Linked DNA regions of Ovis aries: region 2 is linked to region 1. A link is a contact called in public Hi-C data. All regions are on one chromosome and are shown on one strand. Each heading gives the region's core, a stretch centred on a gene start, on an enhancer-like site or on the middle of the called end of the contact. The rest is flanking DNA. Distances are from core to core; before and after follow the strand shown.

Region 1 (6,077 bases), core at 219-2,718:
CAGACCAGATATGTTGACCAACTCAAGCTGAATTTACCAGCTGAAATCAGAAAATCCAAATTTCCAGATAGGGTGGGGTGTCAGTGTATAGGAGTAAGGGGTCTGGGTGGCTAGAGTCAGAGATTGGTCTCTGGGCTGGGGTCAAAGATAATTCCGTGGCCAGGGCTGGGGATCAGCACGTGGCTGGGTCCAACGTGCAGCCAGGATCACGAATAGGTCCACGGCTGGGTGAGGAATCAGTCTACAGCATGAGTCAGAAGTCATTTTGTGGTTGGAGTCAAGTTCAACCTAGAAGTTCGTTTTGTGTTTCTCTCTCTCTCTCTGCATCTTGGTCTCTCTTGTTTTGCTCTCCTTCTCTGGAAAGACCTGTCATATAATAAATGTGAATATATGATGAGAAATGCATGATATCAACCTGTGCAAATGTACGAACTCTGCCTCTGCATGCGGATGGCTTGTAGAAGTGATTCGGACACATACAAATACAGTCGGTGGGGTCATTCCTTCAGGACGATTTTTGTCTCGGATTTCTATTGGTCCAGTTAGTCCATTAAATTTAGAATGTGGTTATTTCCTTTAATTATGTTTCATGCCCTCCCCTGGGCTTCCCTTGTGGCTCAGCTGGTAGAGAATCTGCTTGCAATACAGAAGACTTAGAGATTCCCTGGAGAAGGGAATGGCTACCCACTCTAGTTGGAGAAGGCAATGGCACCCCACTCCAGTACTCTTGCCTGGAAAATCCCATGGATGGAGGAGCCTGGAAGGCTGCAGTCCATGGGGTCACTGAGGTCGGACACGACTGAGCGACTTCACTTTCACTTTTCACTTTGATGCATTGGAGAAGGAAATGGCAACCCACTCCAATGTTCTTGCCTGGAGAATCCCAGGGACAGGGTAGCCTGGTGGGCTGCGGTCCATGGGGTCGCACAGAGTCGGACACGACTGAAGTGACTTAGCAGCAACCCACTCTAGTATTCTGGCCTGGAGAATTCCATGGACTGTATAGTCCACGGGGTCACAAAGAGTCGGACACGACTGAACAACTTTCACTTTCTCTCCATGACACCCACAGACCCATTCAGTATAATAACAATAATGCTAGGAAACATTCAGAAAGCATTAACTGTGTGCAGGCACCTCTTTCAGCCCTATGTGTATTAACACATTTAACTCTAACATCCATGAGGTCAGTTCTAATATTATTCCCATTTTACAGAGGAGGAAGGAAGCATGGATGGCACGACTGGCTCTGAGCCACACCGCTGATCCTTGGAGCACCCTGAGCTCCGAACGTAAGTCAAGCCCTTTACCAGGTGCTGGAGGAGATGGAGGAGAAAGGCAGGGATGAAACAGAGGTGAGGTCAGGAGGGTGGAGATACCCCAGGTCTAGTTTTCTGGGTGTGGCTCCTCCCTGGGCACTGATGCAGGCGCAGGGCAAGAGTGGGCCACTAGGGGGCAGCAAGAACCAAGGAGCTGGTCTCCAGCCCATCTGCTCTGCCCGGTCTCGTGTCCTCGGCTCCTTAATAAAGCTGGAAAAGGGTGGGATTTTAAGGAAGATCTGGCGTTGTTCTACTGCTGTCAGGGAGCTTAGGCAAGTGAATCACAAGAACAGCTGGGCATCGCCTGGCTTTCACCCATCAAGACATCCACTCCTCACTCCACCACTGTGGGCTGCCAGGGGACTTCTCTTATCCATCTTTGCTGGGGAGGAAACAGGCCCAGAGGGGTCAATACTGTGTCCACAGTCACACAGCTCCGAATTGGCAAAGGTCGGTTCCAAACTGAGGCAGGATGAGTGCAGAGCCCTTGCTTCTCTGAGTCTCAGTGTTCTCACCTATAAAAGGGGTAAAAGAATCTAGACAAACGGCAAACAAGAGTGGTTAGCAGTCGGGGTACATCATGGAAATGTCTCCCACAGAGGCCTCCGGCTGCTGTGAGGATCCAGTAAGATCAGATGCCTCTCTTGCAGCGGGGACTCAGAAACTTCTAGCTGTTTGTGTGGGTGTGTGCGTGTTTAATGAATAACTTTCGTGGGAAAGTAATGTCAGAAAGATTATTCAACAGGATGTTAACAGAGATACACCTTTAAAAACAAACATAACATTTGGGGACTGCCCACGTGATGCCAGGTGCCTGGGAGGGGGATGGGATTTCCGGTGGTTTTCACTTTCCTATTTATACCTTTAGGTTTTCTCTGAATCAGAGAAGGCCAGCACGTGCCAATTTAGTAATCAGAAAAAAAAAGTGGTAAGTAGGGGGTTTGGGTTTTTTTTTTTTAATAAAAAAACTAAAGTGTAAACAGTCCCCACCTTGCCATCCCCACCCCCCTGGAAAAATCTTTGCAAAATCGAGGCTGGGGGTATGCGGAGTTGGGTTGGAGAGACCCTGAATTCAGTGTCTCTGGAGGTCTCTCCAGGTTTTGAGAACTTCCTAAGGGGTGCACCAAGCCCTCTTTGGTGCTGCTATTGTGGGACCTCTCTCTTGCTCTCCACACCTCTGGTCCACATTTGAGGGGAATGGTGGGAAACTCACGCTGCTAGCATCTTGCTCTGCCCACACCAGCTGCCAACTTCTTACTTGGCCAGGGCAGTCTCGCACTGGTCCCACCAGATCCGTTAGACCCTGCCCCTCCATAGCTCTGGGGCTAACATTTGAGGCAGTCTGACCCATAGCTCTCCTTTCGTCTCTCCGGACCAATACCCTTTCTCCTCCACGCTGAGGCAATTGATAAAGTTGTACCTTGGGCTTTAATAATCTAGCCCCACACTGTCCCTACTGTAATCACTAGCCACCTGTGACTATTTAAATATTAATTCAATAAAATTCAAAAAATCAGTTCCTCATCCACACTAACCATATGTCAAGTGTATAACAGCCATAGGTGGCTAGTGCTACGGTATTGGACAAAGTGAAAGTTTTCCATCATAGCAAAAATTTCTGTTGGATAGCCTTATTCTGGACAATTACTTGTCTTGCTATAAATCCCTTCCTGATGTAACACGGAGTAGGACTCTATGGGGCCATCTGGGGACAGATCCCTCCCCCATATCCTCTGCTGTAGCTCCTCTCTGAACTCCCTAGATAACACTTCCTCAGCTGATTTATGGATGCTAAAACCACTACCAAATGGAAGAAATTAACTGCTTGATACAGATGAGCCCCAGACTTACGAGCGCCTAAAAACTGATACCTCACCAGCAACCAATCAGAGAACAGTGCCTGAGCTGATCACACACCCTGTGACTCTCCACTCCCTCACCTGCCCTTTAAAAATGCTTTGCTGAACTCCTTGGGAGTTTGGCGAGTTCAGGATTTTCGAGCATGAGCCACCCGCTCTCCTTGCACGGCCCAGCAATATACATTTCTCTGCTCCAAACTCCAGAGTTTTGGTTTGATTGGTTTCGCTGTGCATTGGACGCATTAACTTGAGTTGGTAACACTCTAAGATTGTTCCTTGAAGCAATGTCCTCTCTTTTCTGATTCTCTCTCTAAAAAACATAAAGTAAAAACTTTGATCCACGATCATAATTGGAGAAATTTGTTTCTGTTTTAACAACCGCTCTTCAGGAGTAATTATTCAATTGATATTTCAGCGAAGGAGTGAATCACAGCGCCTGGTGTGAGGAAGTCCTGACCACAAAGTAAATTTGGAGAGACAGCAGTGAGCAACAGCTGGAAGCGAGACCGATATCGAATGCGGGTTGCGGTGGTGAGAGTGCTGAATCCTAACCGCTAGACCACCAGGGTCTATCTAGCTCTTATCTGCCTTGAAAAAAAATTTTGACAAGGAGACAGAAAATAGAGAGCAAAGTCACGCGTTTATTAGAAAAGCAGAGTAACACGCCAACATACGAGCTTAGAGAAAGTCATGCTTCGGGGACTTTCAGAGTGGAACTGGAACAAGCCACTCCAGTATTCTTGCCTGGAGAATCCCCACGGACAGAGGAGTCTGGTGGGCTACAGTCCATGGGGTCGCAAAGAGTTGGACAGGACTGGGTGACTAAGCATAATGCAGAATGGCAGGTACCATTTTGTGCTTGTGCAGCTGAGGTCTCCCTGACCCCAAGGATGAGGAGTTTGTGACTTCTTGATCTTTTTACCCATGCAGGGCTTGATTCCTCTCTGCCCCTGCTGTTACTGTTATCTTCAAGTGTTCCCAGGAGGCAAAGCAGCTATTTACCCTGTTCCTGCTGTTATTTCTATCTGAAGTGTAACCAGGAGGCTGGCTGTAAATGTCTAACCCAGAGCCCATCTATTCCTGGCTTCAAGAAATGCAAACAGAAGGCTAGTTGTAAGTGTCTGGCTTGAAGTCCATCTGTCTCCTACCTCTGAAAGAGTAGACAGAAGCTAGAGCATGAGGGTGGAGGGCAGGGATGGTCTTCTGTGTCAGGATCAGCCCAAAGCAGCGGGGGTTATTGGGGGCTTCCCATGGAGGTTTGGAGTGTCTACTGGGAAAAAAAAAAAAGGCACAACCTAAAAGCTGAGAATTAATTTTCATTTGGGGACATTACCGAGAACTATGTAACCGCAGATAGCTCTGTGTAGCCTCTCAGATAGCTCTGAGGCCCTGTTCCAAAAAGGTAAGGGAGGAGCCAAGTATATACAGGCGTTTTTGCTGAGGGGAAAAAAAAAACGTAGTCGAACATCAAAAGATTACTTCTAATTACAAAAACAGACATTTCAAACTAATGATTTTAGTGTTTATGTATGGGAAGAAGCAAGAGTCTGGGCTTACTGAAATTACTCCTTTGATGTACATCTTAACTATTTAGGGCCAATATCCTGTTTTTCTTCATCCTGAAAACCTGAAAGTGGAGAATTATGTTTTATTTGGGGACATTACCGAGAACTAAGTAGCCAGAGACACAGCCTCTTAGATAGCTCTGAGGCTCTGTTCCAAAGAGGTAAGGGAGGAGCCAGAATACAGAGGAGGTTTTAGTAAGGGGCGGGGCGGGGGGGGGGGGGGGAGTGCAGTGGAACATCAAAAGATTACTTCTAATTACAAAAACAGAATCTCAGACTAATGATTTTAGTGTTTTTCTCTATATGGGAAGAAGCAAGAGTCTGGGCTTACTGAAATTACTCCTTTGATATACATCTTAACTATCTAGGGGTCAATATCCTGTTTTTCGCCATCCTGAATTCCCTCGGGGCTCGGGGCTCCCTGGGATGGGGGAAGTGGGCAGCTGAGAGAGCTAACAGGCAGGAAGGCCAGAGGTCTCAAAACGGAGGAAATAGGCTGCGAATGTCTCTTAAAATTCTGTGTTGCTATGACGACACCTGGTTCCACCCGATCTTAACTTTTCTCTAAACCTTGAGCTAACCAATGCGTTTTTCTTATGGAAATGTTTTCCTTAAGCTATGTTAATGAAACTACGTGTTTGCTTTGGAATACTGGAGTGGGTTGCCATTTCCTTCTCCAATGCATGAAAGTGAAAAGTGAAAGTGAAGTTGCTCTGTCGTGCCCGACTCTTAGCGACCCCATGGACTGCAGCCTACCAGGCTCCTCCATCCATGGGATTTTCCAGGCAAGAGTACTGGAGTGGGTTGCCATTGCCTTCTCCGTTCTTCAAAATGGTTCCACCTAACACCAACTTTTGGCTGATAATAGCTCAACAAACCAGTATTCATATACACTGCTTTATGGCTGGGGGATGTCATACCTCGTGCCATCCTATCTTAAAACTGCATATTGTGGGAGAGGGGCCTGGTGAAACTCAGCCTTGTGTGTTTCTCTTACCTGATTAATAACTTTCGAACAGACATAAACTCCGGGAGTTGGTGATGGACAGGGAGGCCTGGCGTGCTGCAGTCCGTGGGGGTCTCAAAGAGTTGGACACAACTGAGCGCCTGAACTGATGAAACAGACATAAAACAGCTTGCTAAAACTAGCCGGGGGGCGGGAGCATTCTCTGTGCCCCTTCTAATGTCTGTGTCAGAAGCTTTCTCTGTCCCTTTTTATATTTTAATAAAACTCTGCTATATAAAAGCTCTTGAGTGATCAAGCCTGGTCCCTGGTCCCAAAATTAAATCTTCGGAGATCACAAATCTGACACTGTTCACCGTAAACTGTCAGC
Region 2 (6,803 bases), core at 1,555-4,054, 71 kb before region 1:
CATACTTCACACGTATTGATTCCTGGTCCTGATCAATATACCCATTCCATGTATGAAAAAACAGACATAAGGAAGTGAAATGGTTTCTGCAGGTTGAAAGCTAGTAATTGGGTCTCCTAGTTTCCCAACTCAGGCCGTCCAGGCTCAAAGCCCTCTCCACTTAGTCCCCTTTCCAGAGATGGGGTTTGCCTTGGGTGGGTGGCTAGCATGATGCTGAGAGACAACCCCCCTCAAATTGCAGAATCTAAAATTTATTTTCTGGGGCCATCAGTTTTTAAAAAGAGGATGCTCACGTCTTTTGCCCCCAGAGATGTACCGCAAAAGCCCAAGGGGAGTGTAGTTTCAGGCATGGCTGGATCCAAGAGCTTAAGAGGTATTATCAGGAATATGAGTCCGCTTCCCAGCCCTGCTTTCCAGTGTGTTGGCCTCGTCTCAGATGAGCTCAGATGTTCTCTAGGGGTCGGGGGGGCCGGGTCACGTAGCCATTCCCAGAGCTGGGGTCAGCCCCCCAGTGGTGCTGACACAATCTCGGGCACCCATGGCTGTTTCTTCCCTCCTGACCCAGGTGCCCTCCAGCAGAGCAAGATGAAGAGAGTTTGGACTTGAGGTCAGGAGCCCAGAGTTCAAGTTCTGACTCTGACCTTTAATTCAGGGTGTGACCGCAGACAAGTCACTGGTCCCTTCTGCACCTTCACTTCATTTGTTGAATGGATATCCCGCCCCTGGGAGCCTGCAGATGGAAAAGGGCTGGGCCAGGAGCAGTGGGTGGCACCCTCCTGCCTCCAAAGACAGGGTTGTTAGTAACTGTGTGGCCTGGACGCTGGGTGACGGGGACCTCCGAGCCCCCCACCCCACCCCATGTTTAGGGCTCAGCCACACCTCCAGGCCTTTGCTCAAGCTCTTCCCTCTGCCTGAGTAGCTGGTGTCCCTTACAGCTCCTATTCATTTTCCAGAGCCCAACAAATGCCACCTCCTCCCTGAAGACCCCCAGGGCCTTCCTACTGCCTGCTCTGATCTCCCATCCAAGTGCTGGGGTTGCCTCCTACCAGCCAGGAGTATCGATTATAAACATCTCTTCCAATCCCGTGTTTGAAGCCGTCAAGTTGCTGGCTTGAAATTGACCGTGGTGAAATGTTTACACCGTGGAAATAAGCAAACGCTGCAAATCAGGCTTTACTGAGGAGGGCTCCCTATGTGCCTGATCGGGAGTGAAGCAGCGAACACAAGAGGTGAAGTTGCTACCTTCCTGGAGCTTGTGTTTGGCACTTCATCCTTGTCTCTAGCAACTGTTTATCTCCATCCATCCATCCAACTGTTCTTCCTTCCGGCCTAGACCATCCTTCTTCCGTCCACCCACTAACGCACCCACTCGTCCATCGGTCATCCACCCACCCCCCTCCTGGTACTCCAGCCCCCCAGGTGGGCCAGCTCCTGTCTCCCTTCTGCACTTTTATGAGCTGGGTCCCCTTCAAAGACCCAGTGTCGGTGAGGAGTCCTGTCTGGCCCAGGCCAGAGACCCATGCCCCTCCCCCACCCTGGCCTGCCATCAGCGGGGGTCGCAGGTGTCCCCTCTCCCTACACCTGGGCCCGGAGCTCTGGGTGCTGGAGAGCTGAGCTGCTTCCCCGGAGAGCCAGGGGCTCATGAGCGCCTGGAGCCCGTGGTCTCCCTGAAGGTGTGAAAACCACAGCACACCTTGGCCCAAGCGTCTCCGGGGTGACGGCGGGGGGGTGGGGAGGGCTGCTCACACCTGCAGGAGCTGTGGTTTCACACCTGTGCTCCCATCTGCACCCCGCACATCCTGATCCCAGTCCCACTGTTAAGACCATCAGTGTTCTAGAATTTTCAGAACCAAGGCATCTGGTGTTCTCTCAGCAACTTAGAAGTCAGAGGAGCCATCGGCAGGACTGACAGGTCAGCCTCATCCAAAAGCAGAGACAGCCCAGAGCTTCAGGTGATGCCCTGCAGCCTGACGTTTGGGAAGAACCACAGGCCAGGCAGGGCCAGGCCAGGGCAGAGAGTCCCTCAGGGCTCCGAGAGCTGGTGGCTGAAACAGACTCCGCTATTTTAACCCTGTTCAGTGGCCTCGAAAACCCTGCCTTTAAAGGTGAGCACCCTTAGGAGAAAAATGATCTCTTTTCCTTTCTGATTTTTATTTCTATCGGGCTCTAGAGAAGGGGATGGGAATACTTCTGCACGTTATGCCCCACTACGGAGATGTCCATTCTGATTTTCCTGGGATCTTTTTTCCTTTTTTAAAGTAAGAATTGTTTGCAACATGCAGCACCGATTTCCAGCTCCTGTGAAAAGCTGACGTTCAGTAAGTTGCCTTCAAAATGTCACAAAGAAGTATTTTCTTAGCATCTTAATTTCACATTTCAGCAGGCTCTCTGACAAACTGTCAAGAACTTGACTCCCTCTAATTCCCCAGGATGAACAGTTAAGATGCCAGGGACCAGGACCACCATGTCCTTACTACCTAGACCAGTGTCCCTCCCCCACCGTGAGTGCCCCGAGGAGGGTCCTCTCCCAGCATCCCAGCACCTGTGTGTACTCAATAAATATCTCTTGGGCGCATAATGGGAACAACAAACGCGCAGCAGGCACCCAAAAACAAAATCTTGGTTGCTGAGGGGCTGATTCTAAGATACAAAGCTGGTTTTCAGCCCAAAATCCCCCAGGTGCCCCTCTGCAGGGCGGGACAGCCCGCAGGTACCTGCGTCTTGTCTGGTTTCTCAGCCCCACCCAACCTCCAGCACAGACCGTGGTCCTGGCCGCAGAAGGAAGGAAGCTGATGTTTATTGAGGCTCTGGGCTGCACACCGTATGTGGGCGACCTCTCTGATTTCTCCACAGGGTAGGTCAGGCCACCCACATGGTCCAGACAGGAAACTCCAGCCCAGAGAGGGGAAGCGACTCGCCGAAGATGGCGCAGCCAGGAGGTGTCAGAGTCAGGATTCAGAGCTACATTCATCGCCCACCCTCCCAGTCTTCCCACCCCCAGGGTCGTGATGGGCTTACTTGGTCCCCTTTCCCGCCCCCTGCGAGGTGATGAGGAAGAGTGTGGACCTTGTGCAGCTCCCAGAGGCAGGACCTGGGGTGGGGGGTGCTGGGTGCTGGGCTTGTGGCCTGTCCCAGGCAGGGAGGGCCCTGGTCCCAGCGCATGACTGGCCTCTTGGCACATGTCCTGAGGGCCACCCTCACGTGCCTGGGAAGGAGGGAGGCTGTCCTCGCGTGCACAGAGGCATGTGCCGCTCACATTCATGCATACGGGGAACTCACATCGGCACAGACACATACATGGCATCACCACGGGGGTGCTCCATGTCCACCCAGGCACATGGGCCACACACACGCGTGCACACAGCCACGCCAGTGGCCCCTGAACCCCAGATGCACAGTGTGAGCACCAGGCTCAGGCGTCCCGTCGGGGAGACCAGAGCTGCAGGCCCCTTCACTCCATAGCCCCCGGGGGACCCTGTCCGCGGCTTGTGGCTCAGGAGCATCACTAGCTGGCCTGGGATCCCGGTGGCGTAGGTGAAGGGGCCGTGACCACCCACTGTCGGAGGTAGCTCCTGGGGGGTTCCTCGTCCCTGGGGCTGCTGAAGTCACTCTCCACAGGGCTGCCACAATCAGAGTCCGCAAAGCCGCTGTCAAACGTGTTCATGTCCAGGCCGACCGGAGGTGAGCCTGCCTCACTGTCCGACGGCCCGGGTGTCCAATCTGCCTCATCCTCATGGGACAGCCTTAGCCGGTCAAGGAGGCTGCCCGGCCTCACGGGGCCACCGGCCGAGACGCAGCCACAAGACAGGATTGTGGCCTCCGTGCTCAGGAGCGGATCCTCTGTGCCTGGGCCAGGCTCCAGGCCAGTGTCCAGGTTCAGGGCAGGGTAGCCATCATCCCCACAGGTGCAGGGCCAGTCACACAGCCCCTCTGCATCCACCACGGTCACCGTGTCGATGGACACCAGGCCATATAGCCGGTCCTTCTCCTGGCTGTAAACCGAGCTGCCCAAGCTGCCTGCAGTGGAGGGCACTGGGCCCCAGGAGCCCGGCTCAGGCACCCCGTCAGCTTCCACCAGTTCTGTGGGTTCCGGCAGCTCCGTGGGCACCAGACCCTTGGCTGTACCCTGCGGTGGGCACGGGCTGCACATCTCCAGGGCCAAGTGTACCCCGGGGCTCCAGGGTCTCAGCTCCAGGCTGGAGGCAGTGAAGGGTGTGCCCACCCATTTCTGCAAGAGAGACAAGGAGGGAGAGTCATGGATGGGAGCAGGGACAAGGTGCTCGGTCACTGAATCGTGTCCAACTCTGCTACCACACGGACCGTAGCCCACCAGGCTCCTCTGTCCATGGGATCTCCAGGCAAGAATACTGGAGTGCGTTGCCGTTTCCTCCTCCAGGGGTCTTTCCGACCCAGGGATTGAAACTGCAACTCTTGCGTCCTCCGCATTGGCAGGTAGATTCTTTATCACTAGGGCCATCTGGGAGGCCCACGGACACGGGTTAGGGGGTGAGCTGTCTATGCATAAACAGACACAGAGACAAGACAGACAGTAAGAGAGACAGAAAGGACGACTTCAGAATATAGAGAGATGGGGGTGGGGAGATGAGTACTCGGCTGTGGCCCTGTCCAGAGATGGTCCCCTCCACTGTCCCTGCATCCCTGGGCCTCAGTTTCCCCACCTGTAGCAAGGAGCCATGGCTCTCGGCAGCCTGCAGGCACAGATGATCCGCTGCTCGGCGGCCTGGGGTCTGTGTGGGTGTGGGGTCAAGACTCCCGAGTAGTGGGGACCAAAGGGCAGGAGGGCCTGAGGACTGAGTGGCAGGGCCCCCACCAGGCCTCCTGTTTTATCTTCCTTGGGGAGATTTCTCGAAACCTTGCTTCTCCTGTTTATGTCCTTACTAGGGTGGACATGTGGCCAGGCAAAAGCTCCTAGCTTCTCGGGTCACAGCTGTGTCCCCCAGAGGCTCACACAGTGCCTGGCAGACAGTAGGCGCCCCAAAAATGTATATTAAGTAAATGAATGAGCGGAATGAATCAAGGACCAGCCACTCGTAAAGGATAAGGTGGTGGCGGTGGTTCAGTTGCTCAGTCGTGCCCGATTCTTTGCAACCCCACAGACTGTAGCCCACCAGGCTCCTCTGTCCATGGGATTTCCCAGGCCAGAATCCTGGAATGGGTTGCCATTTCCTACTCCAGGGGATCTCCCTGACCCAGAGATCAAAACTGCATCTCCTGATAAGGGCTGCAGGGCAAAGATGAACTGCAGGGCAGCCATCCTTAAGCTTTAAGGGTCTCCCTGCCCTTGCCTGCCAAGGGTTCCCTTCATGACACGGGGTTTCCAACCAGTCAGCAGAGAACATCCCTGAGAACCAAAATCTCCCAGTTTTGAGCTTCTTGGTCAGAAAGCTCATCTCAGAACCCTGCTGAGGCCCATCACCCCTGATCTGAAGTCACTTCTCAGCTGTGTGGCCTTGAGCCAGTTACTTGCCCTCTCTGCTTCAGCTTCCTCATCTGCAAAACGGGCCCACTAACAGTCCCCACTCCACAGAGTGCTTGTGGGGATTAAATGATACACTGAATAACATCTGTGGAGCTCCTAGCAGAGCTAGTGCACCAGCGAGGGCTATATGAGTCTTGGTAAACAAACAGAATAGACGTAAGAGCTGAGCTTCAGGGAAAGTGCAGACGAAAGAGGAAAGGCTGGTTGGACGTGATGGAACCTAGGCCTTGCCCCTGCCTGTCTCTGAGCCTCAGCCTCTGGTCTCCTCGTGTCTCCCCTGGAACAATGGAACACCCAGCCACCCACTCACAGGGGCTGTTACACAGGTGAAAGGGCGGAGGCGAGACGGCGCTCCATGATGGCCAGGCAGCCGGCAGGTCGCGCCTCCTGACTTTCAGGCTCGGCTGGAGCAGTTTGTCCGCCCCGCCCGCCATCACCACATCCTCTCGGTGGTGGCTGCCGCCTCGGGGGGGTGGGTGGCAGTAAATGGGCACAGAGAACCCATGGGTGCTGGCAGAGGGGGTGGGGGCCCCATGTATTTTGCAGGTGGGGCCATTTCCCTTCCCAGAAGCTGCTCCCTCGCCACCTCCAGAGCAAGGGTTTCTACGAAAGGACTGGGAGGCCAGTCTGAGGCTCAAGGGACCACCTAGCTCACACTCTGCCCCAGTCTGATTCCTTGGCCTGAGAAACGCTGCAGGATCTGGTTTAACACTCATGCCAACCCTGCTCCACGGAAACCCCTTCCTGCACTTTGTGGATGGAGAAAACGAAGTCTGGCTCTGGGCTGGGCGGGGATCTGGGTGCCCCTGACCTGCAGGGTGGGGCTGGGGGTCCAGGTGTGAGGGGAGACGCAAGCTCCCAGAAGGCGAGAGGCTCCAAGGAGCTCATCACAGGGTGGGTGTGCTCACCTTGAAGTCTCCGCTGTGGCCCACGTACAGGGGCTGGAAGAAGGGCTTCGGGCTGGACACCTGCAGCCACACCTTTTCCCACGGCCTGGGAAGGCAGAGACGAGGTGAGTCCCCCTGCACCCCCCAGAGGGCAACAGGGCCTCCTGCTCAGCTGCACCCCAAATGTGTCCTGTGGGAGACTCAGCGTCTCCAAGATACAACTCGGGCCCCTCCCTTCTGCCCCTCTGCCCTAGGCCTCAATTTTCACATCTGTAAAATGGGGCAGCGAGTCTCCTACGGTGCACAGTGTTAAAGGGCTGGACTGCCTACTCTGTGCTGAGCCAATGCTGCCCTGCTCTGAGCCCTGACTCCTCCTCCACCCTCAATTCCACAGGACTGTGGGGAGGAGTCGGGGA

What was found. A called contact is a pair of places that touch in the nucleus more often than the background predicts.
Region 2: a contact with region 1 is called in a Hi-C map of tail adipose tissue, with 5 times the contacts expected there. The contact joins two enhancer-like sites. A contact is called at or near these places in 6 of 16 Hi-C or Micro-C datasets (blood, hypothalamus and tail adipose tissue).

What each region holds. Positions count from the first base shown.
Region 1 is chr24:25,447,007-25,453,083 of ARS-UI_Ramb_v3.0, reverse strand. It overlaps LOC105604721 (a long non-coding RNA gene), which reads left to right. Exons shown (of 8, transcript XR_006057868.2): 5 at 1,217-1,292; 6 at 2,188-2,247; 7 at 3,594-4,291; 8 at 5,763-5,989. Among named protein-coding and RNA genes, the nearest start is that of IL21R, 37 kb to the left of the region's middle. Within about 2 kb of position 1,468, at least 13 of the 54 cell types and tissues checked have an H3K27ac peak or open chromatin away from gene starts, as enhancers often do.
Region 2 is chr24:25,518,497-25,525,299 of ARS-UI_Ramb_v3.0, reverse strand. It overlaps IL21R (interleukin 21 receptor), which reads right to left. Exons shown (of 9, transcript NM_001252180.1): 8 at 6,409-6,493; 9 at 3,500-4,228. The coding sequence ends at 3,506. Among named protein-coding and RNA genes, the nearest start is that of IL21R, 35 kb to the right of the region's middle. Within about 2 kb of position 2,804, at least 2 of the 54 cell types and tissues checked have an H3K27ac peak or open chromatin away from gene starts, as enhancers often do.